Regions from separate parts of the Danio rerio genome. Here region 2 is linked to region 1. The links are chromatin contacts, called in public Hi-C maps. All regions are on one chromosome and are shown on one strand. The core of a region is the stretch at or near the end of the contact, and the rest is flanking DNA. Distances in the headings are between cores, read along the strand shown.

Evidence for each region. A called contact is a pair of places that touch in the nucleus more often than the background predicts.
Region 2: a Hi-C map of an unstated tissue shows a contact between it and region 1, with 5 times the contacts expected there. The contact joins the promoter of pcgf1 here to the promoter of ap1ar in region 1. A contact is called at or near these places in 1 of 18 Hi-C or Micro-C datasets (an unstated tissue) and 1 of 4 datasets of contacts at active chromatin or transcription factors (embryo).

The regions. Positions count from the first base shown.
Region 1 is chr14:5,329,475-5,333,350 of GRCz12tu, forward strand. ap1ar (adaptor related protein complex 1 associated regulatory protein) reads left to right here and starts at 2,118. Exons shown (of 10, transcript NM_001301369.1): 1 at 2,118-2,363; 2 at 3,367-3,415. The coding sequence starts at 2,293.
Region 2 is chr14:5,935,595-5,939,559 of GRCz12tu, forward strand. It overlaps pcgf1 (polycomb group ring finger 1), which reads right to left and starts at 1,475. Exons shown (of 9, transcript NM_001007158.2): 1 at 1,338-1,475. The coding sequence starts at 1,424.

The DNA of each region.
Region 1 (3,876 bases), core at 868-3,367:
CCATCTTTATTGATGCTTTGAATTGTGCTATGGGATCTTAATCTTTGTTCCAACAACTTTTAACCTTGAGAAGTTTAAAAAAAAGTTACTTTTATCAACATTTTAATAGTTTAAAGTGGCATATTGGCTGTTTCTCAATTCCAAGAACGCAGAGAACGGACTTGCGTTCTTGTGGAGACCAGTCTTGCTAAGTCACCTCGGAAGAACGAACTCGGGAGACCACGAGGACAGAGAGCGTGTTCGACAGGCTTATTTCTACATATATTATTTCTTATACCTTATATTGTTTTAACTACTAACATGTCAATAAAAGTCACTTTGTTTTTAACAAGTCTCTTTGTTTCTAATCAGCCAATCACGCAGCAGCAACTCAATGCATTTAGGCATGTAGACAAGGTCAAGTAAATCTTTTTTTCATCACCAATTATCATAGTAGAACAGTTCCTCAAGCAGTTTGTGATGCATTTTGGAAACAGGAGATGAGCCCCTGGTCTAATGCGCCACCTGGCTTGAAAAACCCGTTTTCAAAAGACTTATTATTTGGGCAGCACACGTATTCTGAATGCCTACGGCAGAATTCCAATGAGCCATTTTAATCTAGATTAATTCCGAGATTAATCTACATTAAAATATATATATAAATATATATATATATATATATATATATATATATATATATATATATATATATATATATATACAACAGTTGTCTGGTTCTCAAATCTGATTGGCTGATAGACGTGCGATATTCTGCAATATCAGAACTCCTACAGCCTCTTTACCCTTTGTGAATTACTCCGCGCACATACAGCCAGCAAAAAGCAGACACTACAGATCTAAAATTTAAAAGATGCTTGCTCAACTGTTTAACTGTCAGCTTATGATTTGAATCCAATGTGGAAGAAAGTAGTTCCTCATACAAAAGGGTTTTTGAAACTCTCCATGTTTGATTTTGTTTTTATATACACAATTATGCCGTCAAACTGTTTTATAAACGCAATATTACACTCATAGCAGTGCCTGCGGCCACGTGCCATCGCACGCCTCCCACCAATGCTGATATACAGCCATATCGCACTGCTACTCGTGTGATATTGCTCATATATATGTCAGCGCTTCCCACAGGTTTGAAATATACTTGTGGTGCCCTACTGAAAAAAAACTGCTTAAACCAGCCTAGGCTGGTTGTCTGGGTTAAGCTGGTTGACCAGGGTGGTTTTAGAGGGGTTTTGGCCATTTCCAGCCTGGTCTTAGCTGGTCAGGATGGGAGCCCAGCCAAAACCAGCTATGTCCAGCCTAAACCAGGATGGTCAAGCTGTTTTTAGCTGGATTTAGCTGGTCATTTAGCCTGGAAATGGTCAAAACCTCTCTAAAACCAGGCTGGTCAACCAGCTAAAACCAGCCAATCAGCCTAGGCTGGTTTAAGCTGGATTTTTCAGCAGGGGTAGCCGGATTGAAACATACCTTTTACCCACAGCACACGAATGCTGGAAACTACAACAAAATAATTATGTGCTATATATTTTATTTATTATGACATTATTATACACCTTTTCTTTTCAATGGGTTAAAGTTATTTTAAAAAGGCTGTTGAGATTAAAGAAATCTACTATATGTCTTTGCATGTCTTTTGGAAACCGGAGCACCCTGAGGAAGCCCAGTATATATATTCAACGATTCAATATAAAATTCAATGATTCAGTATGTTGGTGCTGTGATATAATATGCCAACACACAATTCCTACTCTAAATATGCCTGGCATATTTTTTGCCACATAAAACTGTTACATTGAATGCCATTTTAGTGGGTGTCAAAATAAAAATGTATGATAGTCATTATTATTTTTTTTGCTCAGGAAGAAAAAAACCTGCAATAACTATTATAGTCTTGCATTATTGCTGCAGCAGCCTAACTATGATTTATTGGGGCAAACTGTGGTTACCATGGTGATTTGAAGTACGAATGATCTCTGGCGCCCCTCAGTGCCTCTAAAAAGTCATTGCAGTATTTGAGCCTCGCGACTCGCCGTAGTTTAAACATTAATCACATGTCCGATTTGTCAGGAAGAAGAAACAATAGAGGTGTTTTTAGGCCGGAGCTGAGAATGCGACTGTCGGGCGATGAGTGCAGTGTCCGCAGGTGATTTACCTGCGCGAACCGGCGGCGTGCCCGCGCTCATGCAGTCATGCAACGTGCGGTAAAATCCTCGTGCCCGGTGATTAAAGTGCCTGAAGAAGCCGGAGACCAGCAATGGAGGAGTAGCTGAAACAAACACCTGATCCGTGTGTGCCATGGGGAACTGCTGGGCTCACTGTTTCGGGCTCTTTAGGAGAGAAGCCAACAGGATACAGAGAGGAGGAGGGTGAGCCATTCATGGGACTTGTGATGTGATTTTATTGAAAGGTTATCTGTGACGAAAACATCATTCGCCGGTTGGAGTAAAACTGGTTTTATATTAGGGCATGTGGACTCTCTCCTTAATAATATGATATCAGAAAAGTGCTCTTTGCAAACTCTAAATTGGTAAATCACATTAGCAGCTAATGACTATCAAAATACAGAGTTCTCACAGTTAACTTGAACGTACGTCCCCTCAATGATTCGCCGGCTGTCAGGTGGATTTCATCAGTTGGACAATCTGTGGATATTATCTACACTGAAATTTACTTAAAATGTAAGTTAATGTAACACTAAAGTTACATTAACCAGTTTAGGTGGCTGATAAATGTTCCAGTAGCTAAGGTTTTGCGAATGAATCGTTCTTTTTTATAAATGATTCAAATGAATCGATTCGCAACACGTTCGTTATTAGAGATAACTTTTTTTTTTTTTTTTAATGTGACTCGTGTTTTGCGGTAAAATGTGCTGTTAAATATTTATGTATGATTATGTATACAACATAATATAAACACTGCAATTTTATTTCGCACTTTGGAGCAATCATTCGAAAGAATTGTTCGAATAAGCCGATTCGCTTGAACGATTCATGCTTACTCTTGTTTCCGCATTAGTTGATGTGTAATCTCAGGACCCCGCCCAGAGTCATTATGTGAATCCGCCCTGGGACATCATCCTTGGGCAATCATGTTTTGTTTATCTATCTTTGCTAAATTCATATATAATACACAATCATTAATAAAATAATATCCACTAGTATCTGTGCTCTCTGTGAAAAGATGACTATTTTTAAAAAAGAAAAGTCCATATTTGGTGCTTATCAGAATAGAAGCTCAGATTTTTTTTTTTTTTTTGAGATGGTGATATTACATTTTGCTGTTGCTTAAATCATGTTTTATTCGTAACAATGCATCTCTCATGGTATCAGTCAGACTTGATGATTCATTTATATATGTTTCTGTCAATAGGTCAAAGTACTTCAGAAGTAACACAGCTGGGGAACACTTTACTATTGAGGTACAACCATCATAGTTTATTTGCAAAGATATAACAGGGTTCAACGCTAAGGATTTTTAACTGGCCCGATCAGGCCAGTGGTTCAGATTTTTACTTGCCCTGCTAAATTTTTCAATGGCCTCACCAAAAAAAGGAAATTAATATCTATTTTTTTAGACAAATATTTTAAATAATGTGTCAAAAGACAAACATAATTGTGTACATAAACATTTAATTCAGCATAACTTTTCTTTAGATACAACTGATAATTTAAAAAAAATATATAATTGTGATAAAACTAACTTTGAAAACATAAATAAATAGATACATCACTTTAATTTTGACACCCACTGACATTGTGACCAAATATAAATTAGAGAGGTCAGACTTTCTCATACATAGCCTCATTTCAGTTGTCAGGTTTTATAAAAGTCTATCTATTGAATCAATCAATTTATTAAAAAAATGTTGGCCAGAATTCT
Region 2 (3,965 bases), core at 225-2,724, 610 kb after region 1:
ATATTTTTGACTCTCCAGGAGCCAAAGACTGTTTACTTGAGCTTTATAAATCACGAAGGATCACAGTTTCAGCAGAGATTCTTGTTTAATATAGAGGTAAAGTTGGTTTTATATTCGCACATTCTTTCATTTAGAAGTCCCTATACTGTTTATTATGTTACTTTGAATATTCGATTGGAATTAGCATGCAAGTATGACTTCAAACAACATTAACACTATCTAATTCACTGTGAACAATATTGTACTTTGATCGTCATTTGCTGCTAATATGATTGTCCCATTTAGAATTTGCAAATAATACTTTTCTGAAATTATGTTATTTAAGAGAAAGTCTGAATATCCGAATATAAAACCAACTTTACCTCTATTTGTTTAATATCCTACTGAGAGAAAAAAAGTGACCTTGAATGGTCAGAGAGTCAGTAAAAAAACTATTTTTGACTGAACAGTCAAACTGCATGACTGCTTAAAAGTGAAAGGCAAACTAGATATGACCAAAGCAATTTCAACTGTAACAATTGCTTAATTAACTTAAAGCTAAATGATTAAGTATGTTTTTTTAAGACTTAAAAGCCACCCCTGACAACTGTGTGAGTTACAAAAGCGAATTCTGTTGCGTACAACTATCACACGCACGCTCATTTCACTTGGAGCGCGCTTCAGTTTTCAGCAAGTCAGGTGTCAAAATTGTAAACAAACCTGCCATTGGTTAAACGAACCACCAAAGTATCTCCGCGAGTGCGGGTTTAGTATCAATCACTGCCAGCACCACAAGCTACTGAATTAAACATGGAATCGATGTCGAGGTAAGAAAACGCCAAGACACACAAATGCACCTTAGGGGTCACATTACGTCCCATGACTGGATTCTGAAGTGAACGCATATCCCGTCAACACGGGCACGCGCTACAGTTAAAGCACGTTGCATTATATCATATCGATGCACTTGTTCGCTCGTAAGAGCCAGTGCGCATTAATAAACATGTGGGACATCAGATCGCAACACGAGACATGCAGGGTGACCGTTATATTAGTGCAGAGTTTTATCAGCGTGTTCAGTTTTGGAGTTGGGACAAACTACAGGGCACGAGCTTCGACCTGGACCAGATCTGACAAGAAAAGCCTCGCCACGGAGAACAAAAACACAATCGCTAGACACAGTGGATTGATTCTTCGCAACACTCACGCCTGCGCAGACACGCAGCTCGGGCTCGCGCTCCATCTCTCGGCTTTCGCGCCACACAGATTATCGCTCCTCTCACGCGCGTTTACAGCACACGCGGGTGGAGAGCGGCGATGAACGGGACGCTGAAGCGATTTTTGTTTCTTTCACTCACCTCGTTTCTTAGAGGGTCGAGCTTGTAGACGTTCTGCAGCTGATTTCTTAGCCGCATAGCTATCGCCATCGGACCTTGCTCCGCCATCTTTGGGAATTCTGCATACTTCCGGGTAACGGGAGAGTGGGTGAGTTCGGTCGCTGAGAGGCGGGGGGACCTGCTGGTTCTTCCACACACAATCATTTCCATCCCACGCTGACATTATCACCGGGTCTTTCGAAAGCTGCAACTCACAGTAACATAATTGTGAAAGTGGTAGTTGACAGCGTAATAGGCTTCCCACTGTCAGGAACAGATTTCAGACGGAATTTAAACGGAGGTTAACTAAATTAGATATTAAAGTAAATTAAAGTGAATAAATTGCGAATCTGCCATTGAAAAACCCATTATGAGCACTTAATTTTTTTTAACATGAACCTTTTTTTTTGGTTGAAGACTTGATACTAAAACCATTTGAGATGATTTTCCTCCTCTTATAGCTTGTTTCTTAAAACCATAATATTGCATTATTATAATTATGTCACTTTGTTGCTGTTAAATCTGAGTGAAATGAGGATTTTTATTTAAATGATGTAAAACAACTGTGTATTTGTTCTAGTAAGCAGTCAATTTTTTGACAAAATGAATCGAATAAGTGCTAAAAGATATGCATGAGCAGTATTAATTAAAATAGCAGCCTAATATTTCACTTATTTTGCTGGAAATTATAAAAACAAGCATGAATTTTGTAAAGATTCTTGCCCCTTTGGTTGAGTTTGACCAATTACAAACACCTTTTCTTCCTTATGGTTTTTATTTGTTATAACTTTGGCAGTCAGGCAACACAGTGGCTCAGTGGGTGGCACAATCGCCTCACAGCAAGAAGGTCACTGGTTAGACTCTCTGCTGGGTCAGTTGGCATTTCTGTTTGGAGTCTGCATGTTCTCCCTGTGTTCTAGTGGGTTTCCTCCGGGTACTTCAGTTTCAAGTCCAAAGACATGCGCTATTGGTGTATTGGTTAAGCTAAGTTTCCGTAGTGTGTGATTGAGTGTGTATGGATGTTTCCCGGTGATGGGTTGCTGCTGGAAGGACATCCGCCGTGGAAAACATATGCTGGATAGTTTGGCGGTTCATTCTGCTGTGGCGACGCCAGATTAATAGAGACTAAGCGGAAAAGAAAATGAATGAACTTTGGCAGTTTGTTTTTTTTTCAGGTCTGACCAATTATTATGTGACAATAATTTACCATTATCAGCATCAATAATCAGCAGCACAACAACACTTTATTTTATTTTTCACTTTGTTTAACAGTTCAAAAAAGAAATCCAAAAGTTTACATTCTTAATCACCTGTTTCTAAATGGTCTGTCTCTAAAAGGGAGGGCGACGTATACCCCCCCAGTATGTATATATATATATATATATATATATATATATATATATATATATATATATATATATATATATATATATATATAATCATTATAATATTTATATATATATATATATATATATATATATATATATATATATATATATATTTATTTATATTTATATATATCATTATAATATTTATATATATCATTATAATATTTATATTGTATAATAAATGATTATCAGCCCAGCCCTATCTACTTGTGTATAAGTGTGACGAGGTCGACGTGGAGCGGCTTCCAGGTCCAAGCGCTATATCAAACTGTATGGGGAGATTTATTAAATGATAATAATAAATGTTTACAAAGTGATGTAATACTTTCGAAAATCATGAATATATATATCCATGCTTAATATCAGATGACCAGAAAGTGATTAATTTTTATAAATTCTTAACATTTTGGTATTTGTGATGCAGCAAGTCCAGAGATTGTTGTGTACACTAAAATTTACTTTAATGTGTGATATGACTAAAAAGTGGTCATGAACAAAATATTTTCCTAATTCAAATGAGTGGCGGCTTGCACCCGGAAACAGTATTCCATACGTCACCGATACGTCACAACTTAAAAAGCGGATAATGATATATACTTATATGAATCATCTAATTAACCTTTTTCTCTTTCTTTTCCTGGAAGGGTTCCTTGGATGTGAAAGGTTCTTTTTTATGAAACCATTAGTTCAATATGAAAAAATAAAAAATATATGTGTTTTTAAGAGTTTTGAGTGCTGTAAGAATATGTATTACCAATTACCATGTTTATTTTTACTGCAACATTTCAGCTGTCATTGAGTGCAGATGTCACATTCTTAGTTCTTGAATGTGTCACACACAACCAGTTTAGTGGATTGTTGCATAACTGTTTGTTTATCACTCGGCTAATAACATTAAAATGTTTTCTTTCCTAAAACCATAATGATGACAAGAAGTCTGTAAAACTAATATTGTGAAAGGGCAATATCCCTCAGCATATACAATTTTTAACAGTTCAACCATTGTACATTTTCTTTTTAAGACCAAAAATTGAAAATTACTTGCCCTCAATTGGTTCCATAAATGTTTGAGTTTCATTTTGCTGTTGAAAGCAAAATATTATTTTTAGAAAATGTTGGAGACCTGTAACTATTGACTTCCATAGAAAACAAATAATATGAAAGTCAATGGTTACAGGTTTCTGACATTTTTCAAAATAACTTATTCTGTGTTAATGTTTGT